Linked DNA regions of Mus musculus: region 2 is linked to region 1. Evidence: chromatin contacts called from public HiChIP or PLAC-seq data. All regions are on one chromosome and are shown on one strand. Each heading gives the region's core, a stretch centred on a gene start, on an enhancer-like site or on the middle of the called end of the contact. The rest is flanking DNA. Distances are from core to core; before and after follow the strand shown.

What was found. HiChIP or PLAC-seq counts read pairs in DNA pulled down with a chosen protein or histone mark.
Region 2: a contact with region 1 is called in an HNF4G HiChIP or PLAC-seq map of pancreatic cancer cells. The contact joins two enhancer-like sites. A contact is called at or near these places in 2 of 484 Hi-C or Micro-C datasets (conventional dendritic cells and embryonic stem cells), 3 of 115 datasets of contacts at active chromatin or transcription factors (bone marrow-derived macrophages, embryonic stem cells and pancreatic cancer cells) and 1 of 9 other capture datasets (adipose tissue).

What each region holds. Positions count from the first base shown.
Region 1 is chr6:137,557,499-137,562,420 of GRCm38.p6, forward strand. All of the region lies in intron 2 of Eps8 (epidermal growth factor receptor pathway substrate 8), which reads right to left. Among named protein-coding and RNA genes, the nearest start is that of Eps8, 89 kb to the right of the region's middle. Within about 2 kb of position 1,578, at least 208 of the 459 cell types and tissues checked have an H3K27ac peak or open chromatin away from gene starts, as enhancers often do. A contact at or near this core is called in adipose tissue and pancreatic cancer cells, where this site is marked.
Region 2 is chr6:137,685,668-137,691,348 of GRCm38.p6, forward strand. No RefSeq gene overlaps it. Among named protein-coding and RNA genes, the nearest start is that of Gm38915, 15 kb to the right of the region's middle. Within about 2 kb of position 3,169, at least 27 of the 459 cell types and tissues checked have an H3K27ac peak or open chromatin away from gene starts, as enhancers often do. A contact at or near this core is called in adipose tissue and pancreatic cancer cells, where this site is marked.

The DNA of each region.
Region 1 (4,922 bases), core at 328-2,827:
CTGATCTCTGGAGTGAGGGGAAAACATAGAAAGATGCATTCTTCTCTTGGGTCTCCACAAAGCTTGCCTATAACACAGTGTGTAGCTGCTGGAGATTCTATCTTTTGTTTTATAAAAACTTTCACTCCTAGGCAGACATGAGAATCTCACAGTACCATTCTCAAAGTCCTTAGCTGAGAACTCTTTGCTCTGCCAAGGGCCAAACCATTCCATTCCAAGATGATAAAGTGGAAATTTTTCTAGGAAATAAACCAGCATTCAGATTTTTATAAGATATGGGGGACACATTACAGGAATGGTGCTTAATCTCAGAAGCAACTGTTCAAACCTCAGAGAAGCCAGCAGCCAGCACTGTCCCTGACTGGGAGGAAATGGGGGAGGGTGTGGGGAGGACCTACAATGACTATGCGCCAGAAAGAAAAACCAACGCCTCCAGCTAACCCAAGCCCAAGTGCTTAAGATTAAAAAACTAAAAAGAAAAGAGAAGAGAAAAGAAAAGAAAAATTATCAGTCTACTAGTGTAAATGAAAAGGGTAGGCACATCATGTGATGGTTTGTTTGTGTTTGGCCCAGGGAATGGCACTGTTTCGAGGTATAGCCTTGTTGGAGTAGGTGTGTCACTGTGGGTGTGGGCTTTAAGACCTTCATTTTAGCTGTCTGGAAGTCAGTTTTCTGCTAGTAGACTTCAGATGAAAGATGTAGAACTCTCAGTTCCTCCTGCACCATGCCTGCCTGGATGCTGCCATGTCCCTGCCTCAATGATAATAGACTGAACCTCTGAACCTGTAAGTCAGTCCCAATTAAATGTTGTCCTTATCAGAGTTGCCTTGGTCATGGTGTCTGTTCACAGCAGTAAAACCCTAACTAAGACAACTACCCACAAAGCCCCACAGCTACCTGACCGGCTTTGCAGACCTTACAGGACTCAAATTACAGCAGTTTACTCTTAGAAAAGAACTGACTCTGTTCTTTCCTGCGACAGTGCTAGGAGACCAGAGCCAGGTATGTCTCTCTGAGCTCAGGAGCTGCCCAGTGTAGGTTCTGGGGATCAAACTCAGGTCTTCCTGAAGTGAAGGAACTGCTATCAACCGCTGCACCATCTCTCCACCTGCCTCCATCTCTCTCTAAAAGATTTCCCTAAGGAAGTCAATAGTAAGGACATCTGACCGATCTCCTTCATGTCTTCAATACAACCACCTCAGCCATACCTTGGGGCATACCTCATTCTTCCATTCAGTAACCATACAGCATGAAGTTAGGGTTTTTAAATCTTGCAGTGAAGAACCACTCTCCATGACCCTGCTTGAAGCAAAACTGTCACGGAGGCGAAACTAGTTTAAGGATGTAGGTTTGAATTGAGATTTTTCTTTTAAATACTCACTGGGCACACTCACTAAGACACTCCGTGTGAGCGCACACACTAACAAAGCCTTCTGTCAGCGTGGTACGAGGTCAACCCCGATGGAACATTCGATCGGAAAAGCAGAACTCTGGGTGAAAGTCAAGCCTGTTTCCAGCAAGTCCGAGACTGACTCAGAGGAAAAGTGCAGTCCGCTGACTCACTCGCCCACTTCCTGAAACACCCAGTGTTTTTCTTGGAAGGGAGTTGCACACCGGCACCATCCCCATCCAGTTCTGATTAGACAACATAGAACCTAACCCAAACGGCCAAAACCAAGTGAACTCCTCGGAGCTGGCTTTCAAAGCAGACAGCATTCCTCAAACAGGCAATGCCTGGTTCCGAGGGCGAAGACTTTCAGCCAAACACACATGGCCAAAGGATACTTAAGACAGCACACCACTGGGTGCTCACGTGCTTTCCTCTTTATAACATAATTTCTCATGGAGAAAGAAAAACCCAGATAGTCTTTACCGCCAAAATTTAAATTGCTTTTAGCTCTGAAAATTTTCCTCTTTGTTTGGGGAAGATGTATGTGTGTGTAGGGGTATGTGTGAATGTGTGTGTGTGGGAGGGGGGTATGTACATGTGTCCATACCTGTCTGCCTGTCAGTCTGTGTCTCTGTGTCTGTGTGAAGGAAAAGTAGGTTTTCATTAAGCAGTCTGAACTGACCAGCCAACGAGTTTGAGGGACCCATCCTCCCCTAGCCCCTCGGCGCTGGGATGACAAGCACACACAAGCTTGTTTTAACACGGGCTCTTGGCATCAGACTGAGATCTCTGCAAGTGCTTTGCCAGTTGAGCTATCTCCTCAGACCCCCAAGCATGTGCCTTTATTTCCTAAGCAACTGTTCTCTCTGAGTCAACTGTGCAGAGCCCATTACAGAAGCAACAAATAACAAGAGTGAGGTCCACAGGTGTGCCAACCATTGCCGTGAAATCTTTGCATGTTTCAATATGGTTGATAATCACAAATCCTCTAAAGAGGCATGTGCCACTCTCTCTATTTACAGGAAACTGAGGCACATGGCACAGAAATACCTGATCCACCATCACCCAGGCTAAACACAGTTGAAGACTTTAACACAGATAGATAAAGGCAAACCTCCAAGCCCTGAGTCTCCAAGTGTGCCCTGGTCTACGAGCCTTGCCTTTTAGGATAACTAAGACGTTAAGAGCATGTTCCCCCTACCACCACCACCACCACACACACACACACACACACACACACACACACACACACACACACACACACACACACAACCTAGATCTACCTGTCTCTTTCATACATTCGTCTGAAACTCCCCGTGTGACTTTTCTGTCAGTAGGAATTGAGTCCTTCTGCAGTATTTCATTGTTCAGCCAAATGGACATGAGCCTCCCTTGTTTGTGAGTTCTGTGTATTGGCAGTATCAAACAGATCTATTAAAAACACTAGCAGGATCCTGTCCTCCACAGGGCCCTTGGGGAAGAAAAATACACATAACATTTCCGTCTTCAAAATAACAAGCAATTATACAGGACCGTGCAGTTTGTTTCCTCTTGAGCAATCCACCCTGGAAAGAGTTCAGACATCTGAGGCCTCTAGAATTTCACTTTCAGCAAGAAGACTATCCTCTTACACACCAGTCAGCAGCCGAGAAGCCCGCTCGATCTGTAACAAGTTCTCGGGGAATTAGCTCAAGTGTTCTGTGATTATGTGTTTCTAGTTCCAAAGAAGTGAGAAAATCCGAGGAGGTGAGGCAGAATAACACGCGAACTGAAATGCGCCTGGCACTGTGACCTTCAGATTAGCGCCGAGCAGGCAGTGTAATGGGCACAAATGCATCCACTAAGGAGCCCTCACAGAGGCAGGCTAAGAGGAATGCCTTCCCAGTTGGAGGTACTAAATATGCAAATGTACACCAGGCAGCCAGCATGCCTGGTGTGATTCTAGGGTCAACAAAGTGTCACCCTGGTTCCTTAAAACATATCCATTACCCAAGCTGCACAGTGGATGCCAATGCACTTATGGAAATGAATTCGTTCTTTCAAGTTAAACAGTTGTGTTCCCCAGAAAGCACTACTAAACCATAAATGCTCCTGAGAGCAATCACATATTATGCCACAAACATGTAAGTAAGAATTATCAGATAATTCCACCAGAATAGGAGGACTCTAGGGGCTCAAAGGCCTAAGAAGCCAGTGTCCCCAGAAACAGAAGAAATATGCTTCCAACAGATGCAGTAGTGAGCTACTGAAAAAGAAAAAAAAATGCCTGTTTAATATTCTCAACTATTCTCAACTATGAGAGAAATAGCAGCTTATACATGGAATGAGTATTTTCTAGAGCGAAACATACTATGTGGCCCCCAAACCCACCTCATTTAGGGGAAATGTATGGCCTATAACACGTGCCCTGCGTGAAGGCATACAGAGCAAACACGATTCACTCACTGCCTGTAGGAACATTTGGGCTAGCAAGACATACATGCAAATAGGAAAGTGGAACACAGGTTAGTAACACTGTCATTGGGATACCAGCAACATCCTATGGAACTGTCTTCCCAGCAGCAGCTGTCAGAGCAATATCCTAGAGGAAGCAAGTATTGGATGGCACAGCAGTGGCCCACTGGTGTGGGTATGGGCAGTCCTGGGACATCCCAGGCATGTCCCAAACGTTTATCTAGTATGGCTTTAACAGTGACTGGAAACGACTGGAACCAAGAGAAGAAAAGGATGAAGGAATGCCTAATGACGGATCCTGAGGGACCTTGTGGAATGTCTGGGGAACACCTTTGAAAATGCTAAGTCCAAAGACAATTATCTATTTATTATTAGAGCTTAAGAAACTATCCGTGGGGGTATTTCCAGGACGGGGATTGTTTCTGGTGCTCAGAGTTCACTAATTTTGAGATAATTTTGTCTGATCTTTTCATTTTGGTGGGAGCATCTACATTCTACCCTATTTATTATTTTAAAATGCACCCCTCTGCTGTTTCCATAGCAACAAACTGATTATCGGCCACCCTCTAAGCATCTGGTGACAGGGACTGGGATACAGTGAAGCCAATGAAGTACTTGCTGTAGAGGCATGAGTTTGTGAGTTCAGATCCCCAGCACCCATGTAAGAGCTGGGTGTGGCTGTGCGTGCCTGGAGCTCCAGTGGTGTGTGAATAGAGGCAGGCGAGTTCACTGGCCATGCAATGACCAAATGGATGTGCTCTGAGTTCAGTGAGACCCTAATCCTGAGACTGCCTGCCGTCTGTGGTCCATATGCATGCACACCTGTGTGCACACAAACGCGTTCCTATCACACACACACAAGAACAACAGTGACGCCATACATGGCGGTGTGCATGCCTGCGATCCCAGCACTCAGTAGGCTGAGGCAGGAGGATTGCTGTAGTTTGAGGCCAGCCTGGGACTCATAGTGAGTTCACATTCAGCTTGAAGTACATAGAGTTTAACCCTGTCTCAAAAAGAAACAAACAAACAAACAAAAAAACCTAAATCAACTGAATAAAAGAGACACTGAGAATAT
Region 2 (5,681 bases), core at 1,919-4,418, 130 kb after region 1:
TTTCACCTGTCTGTCTACAGCATGATAAGCCCCTGGCCCAAAGACATCTACATCCAAATCCCTGTAACCTATAAATACCCAATGCTAAGCGGCCAAGAGGAAATGCAGGCTCTCACCGGCTGGTCTTAGAGTAAGGAAATTAGGGCTGGTGAGTTGACTCAAGGCTTAAAGTGGTTGCTGCACAAGCAACAAGCCAAGGACCCGAGTGCAAATCCCCAGAATCTATGTGAACACTGGGCAGGTGTGGTGGCCACCTGACTGGGAAGACTGTGACAGAGGAATCATGGGATATCTAGCTTGATAGCCAGCCAGGAATCAACAGCAGCGAGCTCGGCGCTCAGCCGAGAGACACTACCTCAATGAGTAATGTGAAAGAATATTGAAAGACTCTCGGCACACAGCCTCTGACTTCCTCAGCTACCCACACACACATTCCCTCTCTGTATGTGGACACAGATACACACATGCATGCACAGCACACACACACACACACGTATACACACTATATTCACATAGATATGAAAAATAAAAAAATATTCTGGATCTTATTGTTGGCCCAATTCAGTAATGTTGATCCTTGAAGTGTGGAGAGATAAAAGTTAGTGTAGTGGGTGGAGGGAGTCAAAGAGAGGTTGAGGCCACTCAGAAAGACAGGATAAGGTATTTCTTAATATGAAGATGGAAGAGACTCATGAGCTGAGAACAACACTACCTCTGGATACCAAAAGAAAGGCAGGAACAAGATGTCCCTCTGGAGGGAAGTCACACTGACAAACCCCAACTTTATCCCTTGGGCCTCTGGTCAGGTTTTTGGACTTCCAGAACAAAAAGGGGATAATTTCCATTCTTTTTAAAAAAAAAAATCTCTCCCCACAATGTTAATGTAGCAAATCCCTGTGTGTGTGTGTGTGTGTGTGTTCATGTCTGTGAGTATGGGTGTATACTCACCACAATGCTTATGGAAGACAAAGGACAACCTTCCACTCTCACTCTATCACACCAGTTCACACTTCCCTCCACTCTTACTCTATCACACCAGTTCATACTTCTCTCTACTCGCACTCAATCACACAGATCATACTTGCCTCCACTCTCTATCACACCAGTTCACACTTCCCTCCACTCTCACTCTATCACACCAGTTCACACTTCACTCCACTCTCACTCTATCACACCAGTTCACACTTCCCTCCACTCTCACTCTATCACACCAGTTCACACTTGCCTCTACTCTCACTCTATCACACAGATCACATTTGCTTCCACTCTCTATCACACCAGTTCACACTTGCCTCCACTATCACATTGGTTCATACTTCACTCCATTCTCACACTATCACATTGGTTCACACTTCCCTCCCCTCTCATGTGCCTTTTTCATTTTAGTCTCAAATGCCAGCACTTAATTCAAGCCTTCATTTAGCATGTGGATGTAACGGATCCTTAATGGTAACCAAGGAGATATGATGGTAAATTTTGAGTCAGGATGCCTGAACTCTACTTTGTCTCTGCTACTGATTAGCTTGTGACTCAGAAACCTTCTCTGCCAAGCTTCTTCATTCTCCACGCCAACAGTGAAAACTGAGAAAAACGAGCAAGGTGATTATGCACTTTCCAGCTCCTGTGGGGCCTCCAGTGCAATCCCTCCTTTCCATACCTCCTCACATCGCACAGCAATCCAGAACTCCTAAGATCTGCTTGATGAAACATAGAAGCTTGGGTTGGGCTTTCACTGTGTAGACATTAATTAAGTCCCTCTTTAGGACCTCTTACAGTCTGCTATCACCTGCAACGCATTTTCGTTGACAGGTGTTCCTTCTCAGCATCCTGTCCATTCCTTCCTTAAGCGAGGACTGGGTGACAGACCCCTCCTCCTTCCCCTTCCATTCTTATTTGGCTACCAATGTCCTGTTCTTTCTGAGACCCTAAGGTCTCCCTCGGGATTGCTTCTCTCTTCCCCCATAACCACTGCTAAGGTTTGTGTCTCAAATTATCACAAGGTTTATAAACTATCTAAAATGTTCAATTCAATACAAGTCTGGGGATGAGGAAGGGGACTAAATCAGAAATAAGTGAAATAAAAGAAGCTGATTCAAAGCAATAAATGGCTCCTTCCAAGTTTCTCGAAGGAAGTGGGTGGGGAGCGCAGCATGTGCTCCATCCGCTTGCACTGTTGTTTCTAAGGCGTGTGTACTGTGTCTCCCTGGGGAAGGAGCCCTTATGAGGAAGCTGAATGTGTCCCTTTAGTACCATCAATTGGGAAATTCTGATGACACACCAAACAATGTCATTCATTTGCTCAGTGCTGTGATAAACGACAACAATGTTAATGTAGCAAATCCAAGTTTGGTTGCCACAATTTGTTAAGCCATGAGATACCTAAGAGATGTTGAATCAGTGAGCTCATGAAAAGGCTATTGGAGCTCAGTATATGTTAGTCCAGTTATCCCTCAATGTTGGACTAGGTAGACTCTCATCTGATCTCTCTCATGTCTTGGCCTCCATAGCTTTGCCAATAAGCCTGCTGGTGTGTGCTGAAGGTGACTCATAACTCTTTAACACCTCCTAGACTTCTTTTGGTCTCTGGAAGAATTTCTTCCTTGCTTGTTTCACTGCAAGCTGGACAGTCATGGTCATATGTCCAGGGCGGTTAGTTTTAGTTTTAGTTCAGACAGGCAGTGGCCTCGAGTTAATTCAAGAGGTGACTAATTTTCTCCAGGAAGAAAGGTGATTTTCTTTCCCAGTACTGGGTGCCTGTCCCAGGGAACTCCATGTGTTAGACAAGCACACTACCGTTCAGCTGCATCCCCTGCCCGACGAAGGGCAATTCTCAAGAAACTAAGCCTCTACAAGAGATGATTAAAAATCGAGTTCACGTAAAGCTTCATGACAAATGTCTAGAGTTCCTTGAGTGACAAGCATCTTTGATTGGTTTCTCTCTCTTTTTAAACAAGGTCTCATTATATACCCTGGCTGGCCTAAAACTCCCTGTGGTCTCCTTGAACAGACAGTGATCTACCTATCTGTGCCTTTTGGATGCTGGGGTTAAAAGCATGTGGCACCATGCCAACCTTGGTTGAATTCTTTTCGAGAAACCCTGAGCAAACTCAATTCAACCAGCATTTGTGGTTTTTGACTACCGCAGCACATTCCAGAGGACTCTGCAATCTTACTACTGTGTTCTGAAATCTGAAGGATTTCTGTATGATCAATTCACACTCCTACAGTCCCCAAGGCTAAGAGCTGCGCTGCCATAATGGGGCTGAGCTCTTGGCTGCAATCTGAGACCATGATTCTCATTCCATGACAACCTGAGTGCCGGTCTGAAGTTCAGACCCTCCGTCAGCACGTATTTCTCCTTGAGACGCTAACACGATCCTTCTTAGTAACGGTTATGTAGAGCAAAAATGCTTAATGTTTTTCTACTTCTTATTCTCTGTGTATAGTTCCTCTCTCCCCTCCCCACGTACCCAAATCCATTCCACAAACACATTGTACTGTCAGAGAATACAAATGCCACTTTCTTTGCCTTGTCAGTGACATGAATTTTTTTCTAACGTAACTTGGCAAAGTCATTGTATTAGAAGTGGTATTCATTTCTTTTCTTATTCTGTGGCAGATTTCAATTCTCCTTCAAAGATTACATAGACTTCCTATACATTCCTTCACGTATCCAACATTTCTCTTTCCCACACAGACTGGATAGCCTTGTAACATCCTGACCTGGTGAGAAAGTGACTGTTTTAGTTTTTTAAATCCATGGTGCCATCTTCTAACTAAAATTCAGAGATAGTTATTTACATAAAAATTATGCACATATTCATGTATCTCCTTCAGCCATGTGTCCTGTGCAGGTCACTCGCATCCTGACATATTTAGAAATCAGCTGCCTCAACATAGCAACTGTCTCCTGCATGCCAACATCCTCCCAACATCTCTTCTTTCCTTCTGTCCTTAGTTATAGTCCACACTATCAGGAACTGTCGTGGTGGGTTACTGTGCTCCACATTATTAACGAGAGCGTGAGGACAAGCTGGTTCCCTGTAATGAGCACCACTGGAATCCAGAGAACAGTAAGGGATGTCTATCACTATATCACATCATCTTATTTGGAGATGGAGAAAGAGCCTTCCGGGATCCCCATGTTAGAGCATCTTGTCTAAGAATCCTTACTTCTGTTCTTGGGCACTCATTCCGATACAGTGGTTCAATCCCGAGGGAGAACAAGTGGTGTTGGCTCTTTACATACCTTCCTATGAGTAGATCTCAGAATCTTTATCTTTCCTTCTTCTGAACAGCTCACAAAGCAAAATCTCTAGGCGTAGCTACGCTGTAAAGAGCAAGCCCGGTGTGGCCATGCAAGCCTGCAATCCCAGTGTTCAGCAGGGGGGCATGAGAAAATTGCTGCAAGGTCTGGACCAGCCTGGACTACATAGACAGCATCAGTCCAGCCAGAGCTACAAGGAAAAGAAGAAAAGAAGAGGAAAAAAAAAACAAAACAAAAATGAGCTAAGACTAGAAACAAAGAGATGAAAAAGACAGACCATTGTCATCTCCTGCAATGGAGACCATGTGAGAGCTGACAGACCCAGAGTCAGGAAGCCCTCTTCAGGGAGACCCTGATTTGTATTGGCCCAGACAAAACTAGGTTCTTGGCTTTTCCTGAGGCACAAGTATCCCTGAATCGGATGTTCATACTTTGAAGAAACTGCTTGGTAATTTACTGAGAGACTCAGTTCAGCCTTTGGGATGCAGGCAAAGTCTCACTGATGTGTGAGAACAAAGATGATGCTGGTAACAACAGAAGGGGTAGCAACAGTGGGCACAAAGGCAGATCATGAAGGCTAACAGCAACAGGGTCCCAGATGGAGTAAAGCAGCCTGCTACCAAGTCCCTGGACTGGGACAGGCCAGCTACTACAGGACCCTAGGAGGGACCATGTATTGTCATGCTGGTCTTAAGGAAAACATGAGGCTCTTGCAGTTTCTCCTAGGCTGGTTGTTAGGGGTTTTGTTTGCAGTATGCAACCTTGGAGAGATGAGGTAATGCCTTCCCCTGGAGCAGGACCAGCCTCATCCCATGGCCTCTGAAAGGGACAAATTCTTCAATCCCAGAGTTCCTCCTCCAGAGGCATGTCTGTCCACCTCTCCTCCCTGTGTCAGCCCCAGACAACCTGAGGTTTGTAGAAAACTGGCAGAAAAACACAGGAAACTCATGCTGCCTGCTGTCTGACAGCAGCGAGACTCAAGCCCTGTGTGCCTTGCCAGAATCTATGACTCAGTAACGGGGACACTCTTCCCTAAAACTAGAGAACAGTCCCAAGCCACTTAGAGTCTCTGGCAGCTCTACCCTCAGGACCCAGAGCAGTGCTAATCAAAGCAGGGCCTTTCCATGTGCTGAACAAGCCTTTGACTTTCCAAAACATATGTGAGGGCAGAGTGGATAGATCTCTCAGCTTGGGTAAAGACAGCACTTGCTTTGCAAACAGGAGGGCCCACATTCAATATCCAAAATGCTCTTTCACACACATGCACACACACACACACACACACACACACACACACACACACACTTCCCATTTGTCTTAGTTTACTGTTAACTTCATCTATGAATACTACATTGGTCAACACAGACTTCTGAAGTCATGAGGCAGATTGTTAACTACTGAACAAAAGCTTGTG